3 separate regions of the Sus scrofa genome follow, and all the other regions are linked to region 2. A link is a contact called in public Hi-C and HiChIP or PLAC-seq data. All regions are on one chromosome and are shown on one strand. The core of a region is the stretch at or near the end of the contact, and the rest is flanking DNA. Distances in the headings are between cores, read along the strand shown. Region 1 overlaps DISP1 (protein dispatched homolog 1). Region 2 overlaps DISP1 (protein dispatched homolog 1). Region 3 holds the start of DISP1 (protein dispatched homolog 1).

Region 1 (3,093 bases), core at 158-2,657, 70 kb before region 2:
CCTCTCCCCATTCCCGTGAATGGAATGGAGACATCGCCAGTTCTGTGTTGGACAAGCCTACCCGTACCACAGGGAGTGGGGAATCGTTTTCACAAAAACAAGGTAGATGGGTGTTTATTTGTTTTGTCACTGCTGTTTTCTTCATCAGGAAAGTGAGTTTGGAAAGCATGCTGAGTAGCAGAATCTCGGCTTTCACAGCCTGTCACAGACTGGGAGTGGAGTAGATCCCTGTCTGAGAACAGGCCTTCGCTGGAGCGCTAGGGTTCTCGGCTGTCGCAGGGCCGTCGGTGAGCGTCTTTTGTTCAAGGACGCTTCATGGGCTCTGGGTTGACAGTATTTACTATTTGGAGAGCCCGTAGCTACCCTCTTGTACCCTGCTTTTTCTGACCGTAAACTACCTTTGATCTCTGACTCTGTTGGATGATTTAGGGACGTATTTAGACTACTGGGCGGGACTGGTAGCGGGGCAGGAGGGCTGGGCCCAAGGCGACGGGGGTAGGAAAGGCCAGGCCCGCTGCTGTGCCTCGGTCTTCACCACTGTGGGCCTTTGTTGACCACGTTTCTCACCTGACCACTGCTTTGCCGTGACTGTGAGAAACTACGATGTGATGTGTGAATTATGAGGCATTCATTTCATTTCAGATGTTGTGAATCGGGCTCTAAATTCACTTGACAGAAACCAGAGCTCGCCCCAGAGACTGTTCAGGAAGTAGAATTGGAGCCTGAGGCCCTGGGCCCGATTCTTGGCTTTTCCTCTTCCTGTTTGTGTCACTCTGTGCAAAACACGTTGTTTGTCTTACTCTGTTTCTCTTTACTAAAGGGAGGGCTAGTTACTTCTGCTGCAGGTTGTTGGCAGTGAGGTTTAAATGAGACGCCAAGAGAGGATTTTAGAAAGTTCGGAAGAGCTGTGTGAATGGGACGTGTCATCGGTCGATGGGAGCCTTGGGAGGCAGGCAGTGTGTCTGTCACAAGTACCTGCAGAGTTAAGGCTCGAGTCCTGAGGTGGTGACAGCTCTGACGGCAGGGCCTTGTTCATTGTACCATGTTGTGCCAGCCTTTCTACAGAACCGTGTTTATTTCATGTTCTCTGTTTCTGAGTTGAAGCACTTTGTACCATTTATTTTCAATTTCCCCACTTCCTCCGAAGTTTGCTTGTTCCTTCTCCAGCCAGAAGGAAAAGGTGTGGCAGAGCCTAGTGCCTGGTCTGTGGCTGCAGAGAGAAGCCCCCCCTTTGCAGGCTGGTCCCTAAAGTGAGGCGGGGAGGCCGCAGGGGGCGGGGGCTTCCCTCCCCGTTGGCTGCCTGCCTGCGATGAAGGGGGCAGCTGGCAGCTGGGCATCCTGAGGACACACATGCTGAGGAGAAGAAGGTTTGGGTAGAAGCGAGGCAGAGGTAGGCTTAGCAGTTGAATGGAGAATTCAGAAAAGGAGTTTGGTCTGGGTCCGGCCGTGGACCACCCGGCCTCTCTAGAGATAGTCTGTCCCGGCCACGTGGCGAGGCCCGAGCCGACTTGCCCTCCAGGGGGCGTACTTTCCAAATGCTGCCCTTCCTATGGTTCTTAGGGCTGTAAATAGTGTTCTCATGCTGATAGGTGGTAGTTAGGACGCATTTTTAAAGACATGCTCCTGTGATTATTTTTTGTAAGTTAAATATATCCTTCAAATTAGTTCTCCTGAAAGCAAACTATTGACTCATATCCTAGCTCTGTTACATGTGGCTGTATGTAATTGGGCAAGTTAGTCAATTTCTTTTGACTTTTCTTTTCTTTTTTTGCTTTTTACGGGCACACCTGCGGCATATGGAGGTTCCCAGGCTAGGGGTCGAATCGGAGCTGTAGCCGCCGGCCTACACCACAGCCACAGTCACACGGGATCCGAGCCACGTCAGTGACCTACACTACAGCTCATTCAACACTGGATCCTTAACCCACTGAGTGAGGCCAGGGATCAAACCCATGTCCTCATGGATCCTAGTCGAGTTCGTTACTGCTGAGCCACGGTGAGGACTCCTGATTCACGTTGAGGATGACGGCAGGGTAGGGCCTGCCCTAATCTAGTTTCCTTCTCTTGATTCAGATAGCCCGAGGCTCCTCTGGGGACCATGAGCCTAGATGCGGAGGTCTGAATCTGTTGGAAGCGTACTTTTCAGAGGTGCTGGGTGCACCCTCTTCTTACTGGCCCCTCTCAGAATCTGTACCCCTTAGCAGGCCAGTGCCAAGAATGCCCTCATGCCTTCTTCCCTTCCCTGCCAAGTGCAAGTTACACTCGCTAAGTCTTAAGTTTGCCTCAGTACTTCTGGGTATAATCAGTAGGTTTCCTGGCACACTTGTTTTTTTTTCCTTCATTATTTAGGGAATACTTTATTAGTTTCTGTAATCAAACCCATGTAGATAAGACCTTCCATATTTAATACACTGCGTTACCCCTGTACAAATGGAAAAAAAGAAATTGTGTTTAACATTTCTAGACCAGTGTGGCTGTTAGTTTCTGTATGATGCCAGCCCAGCACGGTACAGCTGAGATACTTTTCCCAGTTTCCTGGCACACTTGTGCATGTTCTAATATGTAGTAATATTTTCTCAAGGAAATCCCTTCTCTGGAATTTTGGAATGCCTTCGCATGCCTCTCCTTTTTAACCTCCTATAAAAATTTTCTGATGAGGAAGTATTTCATTAGAAAACATAAAGGCTGGTAGAGGCTTTACTTGTGTTCCTTCTTGTAGCCTGTTTTCTGGTTTAAATAAGCTAAAGGTTTTTGTTAAAAACATCCACAGCTTGTTATAATTGACATGTTCTCCTTTTGTCCCCCCCTGGTATGGCTCAGACATGTTTTATTGTTTCTATTTTTTATTTTTATTTGTTTATTTTTTGTTTTTTTGTCCTTTTAGGGCCGCACCCGTGGCATATGGAGGTTCCCAGGCTAGGAGTCGAATCAGAGCTATAGCTGCTGGCCTGCATCACAGCCACAGCAATGCCAGATCTGAGCTGCGTCTGCGGTCTACACCACAGCTCGTGGCAACACCGGATCCTTGACCCACTGAACAAGGCCAGGAATCAAACCCACCACCTCATGGTTCCTAGTCAGATTTGTTTCCTC
Region 2 (2,938 bases), core at 98-2,597:
ATCGTTTGGGCGGATCTGAGGATTTATGTCAGGGAGTGATGCCACAGGTTCCTGTGAAGCTTTTGGAACCCTTCTGGTAGGCATGGGGGTACCTCTGTGTTGAGAGAGGTGGGATGGCATCATTTTAAAAGACCCAGCTTTTTCTAGGCAAAATCTGGGATTTGTATTCTATAAATGAGCAATGTACATGTCCTTAAGATTTAAGAGTAATCGATTTAAGGGTTTTCCTTTTTTTTTTTTTTTTTTCCGGTAAATTCTATCTTCTCAAGTTATGTTTTCTTGTTTCCTGATGATTAGTTAGTTTATAATTTGAAAGCCTCCATATCCCTCTCTTTCACTCTCTCGCTCTCTCTGTTTTTGTTTTTGTTTTTTTTTTTTCTGGTCGCACTCCCAGCATATGAAGTTCCTGGGCCAGGGATTGAATCCAAGCCGCAGCCGTGACCTATGCCACAGCCGCAGCAATGCCAGATCCTTTTAGTCCCCTGTGCTGGAGCTCAAACCCATGCCTTAGCAGTCCCTGAGCTACTGCAGAGAGAATGTCAGATCCTTAACCCTCTGTGCCACAGCGGGAACTCCAAGGGCTTCTATCTCTTTCTGTTATTTCAACTTACAGTTAAACCTGTTTCTCACTTTGTCCCTTAGTTGATCCTTAGACTGAATAAAAGCTGATTAGGTATTAGCATAAAGGAAGGGTCTCACAAAGTCAGAGAGCGTCTGATCTAAACCAAAGCTCCATACTGTTTCCAGTTTGAATTGTTTGGGAGTCAAAGGTGTCTTTGCAACGAAGGGCTGGGAGCATTTGGACTGACTTTGTTGCACGTATGAGATTGCGTGAAGGTAAGAAACTCCTCAAAGGGAAGGTACCAGTATCTGATGCATTTTGATTTCCTTTAAAACACACGGGAGAGAGGATTTGACTGAGGGAACGAGGCTGGTAGCAGGTGCCAGCAGTGACTGGTGCCCTGTGAACCCCGTCTGTGGGCCAGAGGAGGCTGACGCCTGTCTCTGGGAGTTCCGTGTTCCCTCTGTTTTTCATAAGTTCTTACTAATGTGCTTTAATTAAGTTCCTGAGTGTCCACAGTTAAAATGCCTCTTATGGGGTTATAGGAAAAAAATAAGTGGGAATTTCCAGCAGAACCACAGGGTACAAAGGTGCTTGGTCAGAAACCTTGGCGACATCCAGATACACGTGGTGCTGCAGTTTTCCTCATTTGTTTTTTTCTTCTCATGGATCGTTTCAAAAGCCCAGATTGCTCCTGGGTGTTTGAGGGCAGCCCAGAGCCCAGTTTTGTACCCATTATCAGTGTCGTATCCTGTCCTCCGCCCGCAGTCTCTGCCCAGCAGCTTTTCTTCCCTGTTCTTTGCCCTGTATCTTCCGTTTATCGCTCCCATACACGGCTGGTTCCCGTTCTCCTCTTGCCCTTTGCCTTCCATCCTGCTTCCCTTACGCCCCTCTTGCCTCCCTGTTTGCTTTCCTTTCCTCATAGGTTGGGCTCTTTTTCTATAAGGGATTTCTTAAAGTTAATTATAGGGGGTTGACTCCTGCGTTCATCAGATTGTTCCTTTTAACTTCAGTTTATCCTCAGAGCTTATGGGGAAGCCGAAAATAAAAGGCAACCACACTATATTCATAAGCTCCAGTAAACTTTTGTTGAACTTATTTGGTTATTTGAGGTTTCACTGAAGAATGTGAGCTAGAAAAATGGCAGCGTGATAGGGAAGCGCCTTCATGTCTGAGTATTGACACCTGACGGCGTGGGAACAGGGATGCAGTTTAGCTGCCACCTGCAGGGATGCGGTCTTGGGACAGGAGACAGTTTGCAGGACTCGCAACCTGCATGACTAGATTTTTATATCGGGAACGCTAAAAACACAAATGAAACTTGGCTTCGAAATTTCCAGCGATACTTCAGAGTTTTAGAACAACGTGAAAATTAGCGATTAGAACTTGGTACATTTAGAGGATTTATGTCTGTGTTGTGAAAAGGGTCGCCCCCCCCCACCTTCTCCTTGGTTCTTGGTTGTCACTTGTAGTCTCTTAAACAAGTTCAGCTATGAAATGGGCAGAAGTGAAAGAGAATCATTTTACAAAATATAAAGAGTTAAGCAAGCAAATTAATGGATTAAATTTATTTTTCATGGATAAGAGAATTTGCTGTCATATATTAACATACTAGCGTGTATGTATCAATTAAGAGTAGAGGTGTTACTAGGAGACCCATATTATCCAAGATATGAACTTCCATGCTAGAGAGCTTATTTGAAAAAGAAGTTGGTTCACAGCATATTAAAACTACTCGAACTGTCTTCTTTAGCAAAGTTTTACCCTAGGTAGTCTTCCTTCTTTTTGCCTCTGCTTTTATTAAAAACTCATTCGTCTTTAAAAAGTCACAAGATGTTAGCATTAAACACTCAGTAAAAGAGTAGCTGAAAAGTAAAGTTGGAGTCTCTCATTAGCATTCATCTTTGGGATAACTTTTATGAAACTTGAGATTCAAACACTCCTTCTTTCTGTGTAATTGGTACACTCCAGAGCCAAGTAGGAATGACTTGTTTTATTCCCAAATTTGTACTTGAAAGTGGGAGTCCTTTATTTTTTAGAAAAACACTAAACAAAAAATGGGTAAGTTCTGCTTGTATGACTAATACTGTTATGTTTCTCTTACCCACACTGGTCCAGGCGGACTCTGATGCCAGGTGATCTGAAGGAAATCATTAAAATCTTCAGGCTGTTATAAAATTCCTTGCTCCTCTATTTGAAGTTAGTTTTGATCAAAGGAACCAGGTTTTAATTTTTTTAGGAACTTTTTAAAAATAAAACCTCTTTCAGGGAGACTTGTGCAAATGCACAGTTGAACCTTTCAAGTATACTAGTGCCAGAATCCAGAAATAAGTGTGTATTACTATAGACAAAGTTAATTGCCTTTCAGAATATATT
Region 3 (2,925 bases), core at 221-2,720, 98 kb before region 2:
TTGGGAAAGAAATGTATATCATGGAGACTCAGAGCTGAAAATTCAGCCTATTGCTTTACCTGCCGGTGTGATTTTTCAAGTTAGGAGTAGAACTGTGTGTCTATTTCAATTGCCAAACCAGGGAGGCAAATTTTTATTGAGGAGAAACACACATCCTCACCCACACAAACCCCACATACCTCACACCACACGTATACATTCTCATTCTTTCAAAGACACACCTGCTACATGATTGGGTTATTTCATGTAGCACCACAAATGGACTTCTAACCTTCCCATTGGGAGAAAGCCAAAAGCCATGTCCAGAGGTGACATTGTGCCCTCTAAGTATAGACTTTCTACGTGATGTCCATTCTTCCTTTCCTTTTACTGTCATCCTCCCTCCATGTAGTGCAACATAGTTTGTTGTTGGCAAAAGCAAAAGAAATGAAGGAACAATTTTTGTATCATTTCTTTTTAAAATGGAAAAATGGGGCTGGGTGTGCAAGAGGATATTTATTAGGCAGTATTAGCAAGCAAGGAAATAGAGGCAGCAAACAGCCTCATTAGTCTAGTGGGAATGCAGTCTTCATTCATTCCATGGTTCCCTGTGGCTTCAGCTTGCAACTCGGTTGGGGTGATGTGCCCAACCGGCAACCTGAAGGGTCCAGGCCCTAGTGGTCCTGACTTTATATAGCTGCTGCAGCTAACCACTGTCTTAACATCTCAGCATGGCAGTTGAGAATGCACCCTCACAAGTAAAATGTTCTAGCCATGATCTTTCAAGTTCTTACTTTTCTTTGGTGAATAGGTCAGTCATCCTTTTCAACCTCGTAACTCAGTGTTTCATCAGTTGCCCTAGAGATAGGCATTGATTCCCTGCTGCATGGAGTCTAAAGTTCAAATTCCTTAGCATAATGCACAACAGTCTTCCTGATCCGGCTTTGCCTCCTCTCCTAGCTTCCTCTTGTCTCTGCGATCTCAGACCTTGCTAAATTAACTGTACCCTCCTCCCCCTCTCTGATCAAGCCAAACTCCCACTGTCTGGCATCCTTCTCCTCTGCCTGCACTTCCCCACCTTATCTGACCTTTAATTCTTATTCATCATTTATTCAGTCTCAGCTGAAGAGCCATTATCTCTGGAGTCTCTTCTCAGCCCAGCTCCCTACACCCCACCACTGCCTTCAGCAGGGCCATAGTTCCTGTAATGCTGGATGATTTCATTGCACTTGTTTGCCCCTATATCTGTCCTTAGCCTATGCTTTCCAAGGGACAGGTCGCTGTTTGATTTACTCTCTGCCTGATTCATTGCCTCCCTAGCTCCGTAAGATAGGGGCGTTCTTCTCTTTACAGCCTAGTTGTTTCCTGAATGATATACAGCAGGTGATAAAAATTTGGATTAAGGTATGAAGCAATACCGCCTTGTGCTGTGATTAACCTCTGTTTATATTTATGTCAACTCTCAACTAGATTGCGAGGGCAAGGGTCAGTGTCTGAGTCATCCTGACCCTCTAGGGCTTGGGAGCAGAGCAAACCCCTGGTCAAGCGGCTGCAGGTAGGTTGGCTGATCCGCTGAAAAGGGAAGCAGCAGAAGGACACCTGGAAACCCGCCCCTTCGAAGTCCTTCTGCTCCCGCCCGGTTGCCTGCGAGCCCCCTGGCCCCAACCCTCCCTGCGCTCCAGCGCCGACAGCCCAGCGCCCCACCGGCCGGCGGCGGGAGGGGCGGGACTTCCGGTCCCTCGCCAATGCCTTCCGGTGCGAGGCGGAAGCCGGCTCCCGGTCCGGATCGGAGCCGGAGAGTCTCAGGCACTGGTCTTCGCGGTGGATGCTTTTCGGCGCCGCCGCAGCCCCGCGCCGCGGGACGGGGAGACCGGGTAGGCACGGGAGAGTCGGGACTCCCCGCGCGGGCAGAGGGAGACTCGGGACCCCAAGGTTTGAGGCAGGGGACCAGGATCGGGGGCCGGGGAGCCCAGAGGGCAGCCGCAGGGGGCTGGGGTGGGAGGCACCCGGGACCCTGAGGCCGAAGAGGCCCCGGAGGGGAGGGGGCGGCGGGTGACACCGGGCGGGATGCATCTCGAAGGAAGGCGGTCCCGCTTGGGGAGTGTCCGGGACTTGGCAGGTTGTCTGCGAGGCCGGCTTCTAGGGGAGGCTGGAGGGGAGGGTCCTTCTCCGAGGGTCCTAGAGGAGAAGGACGTCCTGACCTAACGCATCCGAAAGACGACTAGTCACCTCTTGGATGCTGAACTCGTCTTGCTTCATTTGCAATTGATGCTGGCTCTTTAAGGGAGCGTTTTACAAATTATTTATTCATTTTTTACCCGTGCGGATTTCGGGGAAAAATGTTACATGCCCAGGGAAAACTTGAACTCTTTCTCACCCAGGTCCAACTTAGGCTACATTTCTTTGTCAACAAGATCGTGCTTTAAAGTTGTCTTCATACAAGTAAGCCATGCAAAGTTTTCTTTTTGGAATCTTCTCTGCCCTGCAGAGTTTAGGTTGTCTTATTTTCTTTGTCATGGAATGAACTTCTAAATGCGTTTGGAATTACAGTGATAATTACATGGCAAATCAGTGACGTCACGTTTGCAGTTGCAGATCGTTGTTTTTCTGCCTGACTTTCTGATACATTTTTACCAAAAGTTACCCTATTGTGTTTAGTATTTGAGGGCAATTTTAGATTAGGGTGCAACCAGTTACTAGTAATTTTGGATTTACTGTTATTTTTTATTTCTGCTATAAGGAGGACATATATATTTGCCCTTGACAGTTTTTTAAAAAGTATTGATAATCCACGATCTGTTGTTATATATACATTAGCGCATTTTGTTTTCCTTATTGGACATCATGTAGTATGTAGGCTTGCTTTTATCATTGTCAAAGGTAATTAGTAACTTTATTTGCTACGTTTTATTAATGTTTAATTGATGGCAATTAATATGTACTTTC

The links. Hi-C and Micro-C count contacts between places; a contact is called where the count stands out from the background. HiChIP or PLAC-seq counts read pairs in DNA pulled down with a chosen protein or histone mark.
Region 1: an H3K27ac HiChIP or PLAC-seq map of alveolar macrophages shows a contact between it and region 2. The contact joins two enhancer-like sites. A contact is called at or near these places in 2 of 47 Hi-C or Micro-C datasets (embryonic fibroblasts and epiblast stem cells) and 2 of 2 datasets of contacts at active chromatin or transcription factors (alveolar macrophages and skeletal muscle).
Region 3: a contact with region 2 is called in a Hi-C map of liver, with 6 times the contacts expected there. The contact joins the promoter of DISP1 here to the enhancer-like site in region 2. A contact is called at or near these places in 13 of 47 Hi-C or Micro-C datasets (embryonic fibroblasts, fetal heart ventricle, fetal skeletal muscle and 6 more) and 2 of 2 datasets of contacts at active chromatin or transcription factors (alveolar macrophages and skeletal muscle).

The regions. Positions count from the first base shown.
Region 1 is chr10:11,552,819-11,555,911 of Sscrofa11.1, forward strand. The region is part of intron 1 of DISP1 (protein dispatched homolog 1); the gene reads left to right. Among named protein-coding and RNA genes, the nearest start is that of DISP1, 28 kb to the left of the region's middle. Within about 2 kb of position 1,408, at least 22 of the 83 cell types and tissues checked have an H3K27ac peak or open chromatin away from gene starts, as enhancers often do. A contact at or near this core is called in alveolar macrophages, where this site is marked.
Region 2 is chr10:11,623,179-11,626,116 of Sscrofa11.1, forward strand. The region is part of intron 1 of DISP1 (protein dispatched homolog 1); the gene reads left to right. Among named protein-coding and RNA genes, the nearest start is that of DISP1, 98 kb to the left of the region's middle. Within about 2 kb of position 1,348, at least 3 of the 83 cell types and tissues checked have an H3K27ac peak or open chromatin away from gene starts, as enhancers often do. A contact at or near this core is called in alveolar macrophages and liver, where this site is marked.
Region 3 is chr10:11,524,883-11,527,807 of Sscrofa11.1, forward strand. DISP1 (protein dispatched homolog 1) reads left to right here and starts at 1,471. Exons shown (of 8, transcript XM_021064356.1): 1 at 1,471-1,534.